Linked DNA regions of Bombyx mori: region 1 is linked to region 2. The links are chromatin contacts, called in public Hi-C maps. All regions are on one chromosome and are shown on one strand. The core of a region is the stretch at or near the end of the contact, and the rest is flanking DNA. Distances in the headings are between cores, read along the strand shown.

Region 1 (4,291 bases), core at 1,606-4,105, 87 kb after region 2:
TGCGGAAATACAGCATGCTGTTTTTTCTTCGAATTCTCAATTATTATTTCATTTGGTAAAAGTTTTTTAAAGCTGTTGAAGATTAAACGAGCTTGCTATCCACTGGATGGTAAGTGGTTATCACCGCCCGTGGACTCCAGCAATAGGCCAAAATTAGGTCACCGACCTCGTCGAAAAATAAAGGATGTGTAAAAAAATATGAAATGGAAAATGTGATTTTGTGCTTAAGTATAGTTTTTTTGTTAGCATTTTTTTATCGCTTAGACGAGTGAACAAGCTCACGGTGCGCCTGGTGTTAAATGATACCATAGCCCATAGACATCAAGCCCATAGACACGAACATGTGGTCAAAATTTTAATTTGGTATAATGGGCGGTAGTACCTACCCTTGCGGGTGCTCAAGAGGTCCTACCACAAGTAAATACGCATATTAAGATTTGGCAGATTTTGATATTTGTTAAACGATGTTATTCCTTCACCGTGGAAGTAAACCAAACTTTTTCAAGAACGTATTTCATCAGTACAATTGTGTAGCTGCTTGCGGGATTCCAACCCGGCATGCTCTCATCCCTCGATACGAATGCACCGGCCGTCTTTTCCTTTAGGCCGTGACCCTCTCTCTCTACCTCTCTCTCGTTCCGCCCTCTCTCTTTCTCTCTACCTCCCTCTCGCTCTCTCTCTCTCTCTCTCTTTCTCTTTCTCTCTAGCTAATTGTTTAGTTATGAACGAAAAATACTCGTGTAACTTTAACAATTCTGCTGTTCAGTTCAAAGAGCCGGTTCCGTTGATGGGCAGATCAGCGATACTGGGCGAGCAGAAGGACAATGAGTTCTGCGACGTGGTCTGCGGCCGGGGCGAGTCCGCGGACAGCACCTACGCGATCACGAGGGGCGGCCTGCTCTGCGAGTTCAACAGCAGACGGTTGCTGGACAAGTGGGTCGAGCTCAGGGTGAGTCATCCCTCACTTCCAGAAATAGAGTGGGCTATAGAAATACTTGGTTTATTTTTAATACGTGTGGCAGTGTGGTGTCGAGGTAGAGTAGCATCATGTTATCTCTTCTTGTGAGTGTCGTGAGGGGGCTAAGGAATCTTGAGAATGGGTAGAGGCTTAGCTCTGCCCCTGGCATTGCTGACGTCAATGAGCGACGGTAACCACTCACCATCAGATGGGCCGTATGCTCGTCTTCCTATAGGACAATAAAAAAGCGCATTGCGACCACCAACCAATATTTACCGGTGGCAGTATTGTAAATGATGATATGACCGCCCCCCCATTTCTGCCGCAAAGCAATCATGCATTCAGATTAGTGGGTTGGTAATGGACATAGACCTCAAGTTTAAAAGTAATCGCGGTCACGTGATGACGTTACACGATTCCAGGGGCGTCACATGCGATAGTTTTTATTTGTCTTTATAGCTTAGGTGTGTGGAAGAGTTCAGGGCCCACCTGGTATTTATTGGGTACCGGAGCCCATAGACATCTACAACATAAATGCCGCCATTCACCTTGAGATATGAGTTCTAAGGTCTCAGTTTTATAGTACAACGGCTGCCCCAGCCTTCAAACCGAAACGCATTACTGCTGCACGGCAGAAATAGGCGGGGTGGTGGTACTTACCCGTGCGGACTCACAAGAGGTCCTACCACCAGCAAAAGAGTCATATAACGGTCTCTCCGTCGGCTCCAGACGCAGTCCGCCAACTGTATGGCGGTGGGCGCTAATTTCATATTCGTCGGCTGCGCCGAGGGCATAGTTCGGTGCTTCGCCCCCGACACGCTCCAGTACATCACGACGCTGCCGAGGACGCACTACCTCGGCGTCGACGTGGCGCAGGGCACCAACATCAGGTGAATATTGCCAGTTCCATCAACTGTTGTACTGCTGAGATATACATACATATATACGTATAGATACTAACTGGCATCCGCGGCTGGGACCGTCAAGGATTTGTGCTTGGTGCGAGCTTTTTAACGTTTTCGATAGCGTAAAAGTTAACTCAAATTTATATGTAGCCGGAACGTTTGCCTACGTTTGCCGCTGTTCCATCTCCATACAAATTTGAGTTAACCTTTCCGATATCAAGAACGTTAAAAAACTCGCACTAAGCACACTGAATTGGCGATTTATCGTTTAACACTTTAGATCCTATTACCATGTGAACTTGATTACTCCAGTCAATAAAAACTACCAGACCTCATGAATACTGTTGGTTCGTTTGATGCCAAATGACACGTGATTGGCGAGAAGTAGTTTTGACTTAACAATTTGACGGTAGTCACAAAAAAATAGTACGAAAACGTTGATAAAATTGGAATATATGCGAGACTGAACCGCGAAGTCATTTCGAGGCGGTATGTCCGTATAATAATGATTATTCTATTGCCTTTTTTATCCCTACTTATACGCTGGTAGCATGGTAGACTGATAAGTTTGCAAACATGAACCCCAGCAAGAGCAGTGCTTCGCTAAATCTACCGTCGGATCGGAATCGCGACCCACTGAAAAGATCCGGCGATGAACTCAGTGGGCTGTAGCTATGGGTCCAAACTCTCATGTTCGCTGCAGTCGAAGCTTGGGGGACCTGCTAAGCGAGCTAAGCGCGACTGTAGCTACTCACCATCAGGTCGGCTGTGGGCTCACATGCATACAACAGCCTAAAAAAATTACTGAAGCCTCTGACATAACCTTTGCGTCCCTACACCTTATATAGAGGTCTCTCTGTCTGGCAACCTACCCGCGTGGACTCACAAAACGTCCTACCACCAGTAAAAAATGCATGGTGTAAGCTGGTGAGTGTACCGGACCGTCTGCTTGCAGCCACATGTTCTCGCAGCCGCCGCGCGCGCGGTACCCGGACGCGACGGCGCTGGCGTACGACGAGCGCGCCCACCGGCTCACGTGCGTCTACAACGACCACAGTCTGTACGTGTGGGACGTGCGCGACATCCGCCGGGTGAGTGAGCGCACATTGTCCGTGTAACGCCTAACTTACCGATAGCTGTGTCTGTTAAGTGAATTTTTACGGTAATCACAAAAGAAAAATATGAAGGTAAATATTTTACGTTCAATGCGGGTAGTAAGTTTTTAATTTGGCAAAGAGAGAGAAAACTAGAAGCGTGAACAATGTATTGTATGCATATCTTAAGATTTGTTTTGTGGTTTTTATTAACAGTTTTCTAATGCTTAAAGTTTAGAGGTTAAATGTTAAAAGTTATCCCTTGAATGGGAAGGTATTTGAAAATAACTTACCAATTAAAATTAGTTTGGAATTTAAACATAACTCATACGTTTTGTCGTCTAGTGCATTTTCTCAACGTATTACGTCATATGTGGCGAACCGATCTAAATGGACGCACAGTCATCCTTTAAGACAGGCATTAATTTTGACAGTCTAGGGTTGGTACTAATAATTTTGACAGTCTAGGGTTGGCACTATTAATTTTGACTTAGACTTTTTAGTTTGGGTTATAACTTGTCGCCCGTGGGCCGCAGGTGGGCAAGTCGCACTCGGCGCTGTACCACTCGGCGTGCATCTGGGGCGTGGAGGTGTCCGGGGACGGCACGCTGCTGACCTGCTCCAGCGACGACACCGTGCGCATGTGGGGCCTGGAGCCGCGCGCGAGGAACATCTACAGCAATGTGAGTGGACGGCCTCCCGGACCTCTGGGAGGAGACGGTAGAAAGGTTCCACCTCTTAGAGACGGTGGAGAGGACGCTCAAAGATGCCGTTGTTAAAAGCAGCGACCGCGGTCTTCGTGGAAGTTGTACTATCTGCTGTATCGGTCTTCATGGTCAGTGCTGCTGACCTTCGACATGAACAGCTAAGACATCGTTTTTTCTTAGCAAATAATGCGAGCGGTCATCGTCCTATGTGAAAATGCCTCCTGAGCTGGTTTAGTGGACCGTCTTCTTCATGGTCGGTGCTGCTAATCAGTTACCTTCGATATGAAGAGCTTCTAAGGTTAATGTTCTTTCTTAGCAAATGATACGAGCGGACATTGCCTTAAGTGAAAATGCCTCCTAGGCTGGTTTTCTCAAAGAGCCCGTCTGAATTACAGGAGCTGAATAAAATAGTGTACATAGACCCGGAGCTGAAGTTCCTGAAGGACGTGGACCTGACCGCCTCCAGCGAGAAGGACAAGTCCAAGTCGTACGACGACAAGACCGGCGTCAGGTGAGTCGCGCTGCCACGCGCTGACGTTGTGGGCGGACCAGCCAGCGATGCCTGTGTCACAGCTAAGTGATGCAGTTCCTCCCATCCCAGACGACTAATGTGCTGTAAACACGAAC
Region 2 (4,055 bases), core at 433-2,932:
ATAATGGATACAGTAAAAACTGTAATACTAAAAAATTATCATTCATTAAACTACGGAAAAAATGACACGACTGACGATGAAAAGTTTAACTAACTTTTGTTTTCTCTTTGATTTTAGTGGGTTGTAAGTTAGAGACATAATTACACTTACTTTGACAGTTTATTATGTTTTAACACATCACATTATATTTTAATAACGTTAATATGGGCGATGGAGGTTTAGGCACATTTAGTCCAGAGGTCTTTATTTAATATAGTGGCTGGCCAGAATATGCAGAGTATCGACCTCAAGCACTTATTTACACCTGCAATTGGTTGGTGATTGTCTTACGTCACTCTCCAGGTCTCACTTCCAAACAGGAGAAACTCTGGCTTGCTCCTCCTGAAGAGTCACAGCGATTTTTTTAAGACTTCCAGTTTAAAGGTAATCTAGCCACACATGTCGTTGAACAGGACACACTCTACGAGTTTACGGCGCAGCAGAGTCAAAGTATCATCAATCGCGTTTGAGTGGCAACCACTTGGCAGGAGAAGACCTGATCGCCCTGTACATAATGGCACTGTGGAGCGAGATCAGGACTGCCAGCATGATCTGGAGCGTGATCATAAAAAAAAAACATAAGCACAAGACAGGGTCAAGTGGAGACAGCTTGTGAGGGCCCTATGTACCAGCAAGCCTAAGATAGCAACAACAACAATGTTAATATGATGAAAACGGATTTAGATGTGAATTTGTTATGATTGATTATGGTCAGTACTAATTTTACTAAATGGGTGCTAGAGGTATTTGCGGCATAACAAAAATATTTATGTGCCACATTAATTACTTACTGTTATAAGGAACAGGTTTCAATGATTTGGTCGACTCATCAGGATACATGACTGGCCCTTCAAATTGTTTCACAAAGTCTGGATCAGGGAACCAACGGTGCCCATCTCTTTGGGAGCTGTAAAAGTTCTTATAGTGAGCTCTGTTAGCCATTAAGCTTTCGATTTCTAGACATTAAAAGCATATCCAATCCCGAACACTAGAGCAGGGATTTTTTTAACTTATTTGTTTTTTTTTATATCTCTAAAAATAAACATATGAATTTAGTAACTCTACAACAATAACTCTACTTATATCTCGTGTATAAAATGACTTAAAGAGTGCTTTTGGGAGATAACTATATTTGCAACACATTTGGGATACTGTTGTACCCTATTATTTAAATTCTTACTCAGGGCTGTAAGATTTCCGGTTAGAAAGTCGTTCATCTTTAGTTGAGATCAGTATCATTAAATTTGGTTGTGGAAGACTATGTGTGAAATGTAACAAAATATTATGAATTTAGTTATAAGAGTAATGTTAGATACAGAGTCGAGGCAGATGGAGTCAAAGTTGTTATTGGGTTCCTTTAATTACAGATGCGAATTAAACGAAGTAGTTGTAAAATTATTGAGTTTGCAATTGTTTATTTTGTTTGAATTCATAAATAAGTTAAAGTGAATTAACCTACAATGTTACATAATTTTTTTTTCACTTTTGCTCAATAGTTGAACACACTCATTTTATAATTCTGTATTTAACACTCACTTCACATTATGAACAGCGGGAATGTTCTTTAATAAGACCGATTTTTGGCCGAAATTAGGAGATTTTCGCAACAAAACATTGAGAAGGGAGGCCATTTTTGACAACTCCGTTCGAAACGGAACGTTTCGTTTCTCGTCAACTTCTCATGTTGTCAAAACGCCAATATAGATCAATTTGTTTCCGGCCATAAGTTACTTGAACATTTAACCACCTCGAAAATCGAACCATAATTTTATTCTGATTCAAAATCAAGTTTTCAAAAGTTTAAGGAAGTACAGTAAGAACAAAAACTAGTAGAAATTTCTAGAATATACAATGTTAATTCTGTTCGCAATCACGAAAATTGTAATGATACAGCTTGGAGCCAGGTAGAGAGATTAAAATGTCGAGAGCCTTAAGAGAGAGGCAAGCTCAAAACAATATAATTGTAAAGAAGATATTTAATGACCAAACAGTTATGGTATGAACAGAAGTGGGTGTTTTTTTTTGCATAGATGGTGCCAAGTGGTTACCGGAGCCTATAGACATCTACAACGTAAATGCCACCACCTATCTTGAAACAGGAGTTCTAACGTTTCAAAATAGTTACAACGGCTGCTCCACCCTTCAAACCATTAGTGCTCCACGGTAGATACCTATAGTGTAGGGTGTAGACGAAGCGGTATTAGAAGGCGTCGGCCTCAGCACTTTCGATGAACGAACCTGTTACATTTTGACGTTGCTCTTACTGGAGACACTAGAATAATGACTGCACACGGGCGCTATACGAGTTAAAGACGTCTTTGGGTATGAATAGTTTCTTTAAGGGGGCACCTACTGAACTCCCATTCACGGAAAGTTTATTTTTATGCATGATAATGCACGCTCACGTGTTGCAGCCGTGGTTGTCAATTACATTCGAAACATTGAAATTGTAAATGAATGTTATTGAACAACCAGCGAGCTCAAGACCCAAGTCCCATAGAGCATGAATGGAGACAAGTATGGAAGAGAAAAATAATCTAAGCTAATTTATAAAATATATTAAAGAAGGAAAAATGTTTTTAACTTTCGCAGTTATATACAGCATAAAGTTTATTATTTATCGGACTACTTTATAGACTATTTTGGGCGGTGTACTTCGAACAGACGTCGTCAATAAGACAAAATGAAAAACAAAACATTTTTAATAATTTATTCTTAATTATTCCTCCATGATTTCATTACAATCTCGAGTACTGTAATAATCGTCTGGTATCACGTATCCATCGGGAGGCCTCATCGGACCGAACGTTCTGGGTCTCTCGTCTCCCTCTCTCTTACTGACATCACCATCGTCGTCTTTGTCATTAACACGAGCGCCCTCCACGCTAGATTCAGCTTCAATGATACCAGCTTTCGAAGCACTTTCGAATTTAGTAGAATTTTCGGTATTATTTTTTTTGTTATGATCTGTACTTTCATTCTTCTCCTCTTCATCCGATTCCACCTCCTCAACGAATTCTCCGTCGTCCTGCTTCGATGGTACGGAAACCTTGGGTCGTATCCGGGTGTCTTCTTTTAGACGTATCCTGAAAATAACACGACTGTATGAATGACACAGTAGCGTAGGTTCGATTCTCTTAACGGGCGAACTTTCGAGTGACAAAGAAAATTGTTTACTCTTATATGTAGTTATATGTAGGTTCTTAACTTAAAATTTTTGTAAAATTCAAATTAAATTTCTACTAATCCACGATTAGAATTTTTTTGTTAGTTCTTTTAGAAATAAGAGATACAAAACAAAAACAAAAAAAAAAGAAAACGCGAAAAATACATGACTTGAACACAATAAATTGAAGTTAAAAACATATATTTAAATGTATGTAAGTACATCAGTATCCGGTCCTTACAGTACAGAGAACCCTCATTTTTGAGCCCGGGTGTCACTTGTCGAAAGTAATTTATTTATTATCAATAATAGAGGCCACAATAGACAATAAGTTTTGATCTCTTTCTTCTCCTCTTCGGATTTGGTCCGAATCTTATTGTCCCGAACTTGTAAATAAGCAAACTCATCTTGGAAGTTTAAAGGTAATAGTTATCGCGATTCATGCATCTGTCAAATATATTGCGTACTATGACAGCTCTGACAGCTTCTAAAGTCATGTATGCGATTTAAAAAAAATGGGTGTTTCTGCTCACCTCTTCCCGTAGACAACGCTGTTACTCCCGACTTTGACGGCCATCTTTGTTTCCTGTTTCGCGACAAGGGGCGGGAGGTGTGCGGGGCGTGCCAGCTCCGCCAGCCGTTGCGTCTTCGACAGATCCTTACGCAGCTTCTGTATGTTCATCTGAAAGAAAAACACATATTACATTCTGTTAGTGGTGGTAGGACTTTTTGTGAGTCCGCACGGGTAGGTACCACCACCCTGCCTATTTCTGCCGTCAAGCAGTAATACGTTTCGGTTTGAAGGGGCAACCGTTGTAATTATACTGAGACCTTAGAACATATATCTCAA

What was found. Hi-C and Micro-C count contacts between places; a contact is called where the count stands out from the background.
Region 1: a Hi-C map of midgut shows a contact between it and region 2, with 3 times the contacts expected there. The contact joins the enhancer-like site here to the promoter of LOC732900 in region 2. A contact is called at or near these places in 2 of 7 Hi-C or Micro-C datasets (middle silk gland and midgut).

Annotation. Positions count from the first base shown.
Region 1 is chr23:20,148,071-20,152,361 of ASM3026992v2, forward strand. It overlaps LOC101746620 (mitogen-activated protein kinase-binding protein 1), which reads left to right. Exons shown (of 33, transcript XM_062675415.1): 8 at 767-949; 9 at 1,688-1,848; 10 at 2,819-2,954; 11 at 3,494-3,640; 12 at 4,060-4,175. Among protein-coding and RNA genes, the nearest start is that of LOC134201151, 11 kb to the right of the region's middle. Within about 2 kb of position 2,856, at least 3 of the 8 cell types and tissues checked have open chromatin away from gene starts, as enhancers often do.
Region 2 is chr23:20,061,949-20,066,003 of ASM3026992v2, forward strand. LOC732900 (NADH dehydrogenase-ubiquinone Fe-S protein 2) reads right to left here and starts at 1,683. Exons shown (of 10, transcript NM_001046901.2): 1 at 1,576-1,683; 2 at 831-946. The coding sequence starts at 1,670. LOC101741716 (kanadaptin) reads right to left here. Exons shown (of 10, transcript XM_021347847.3): 9 at 3,739-3,887; 10 at 2,738-3,125. The coding sequence ends at 2,759.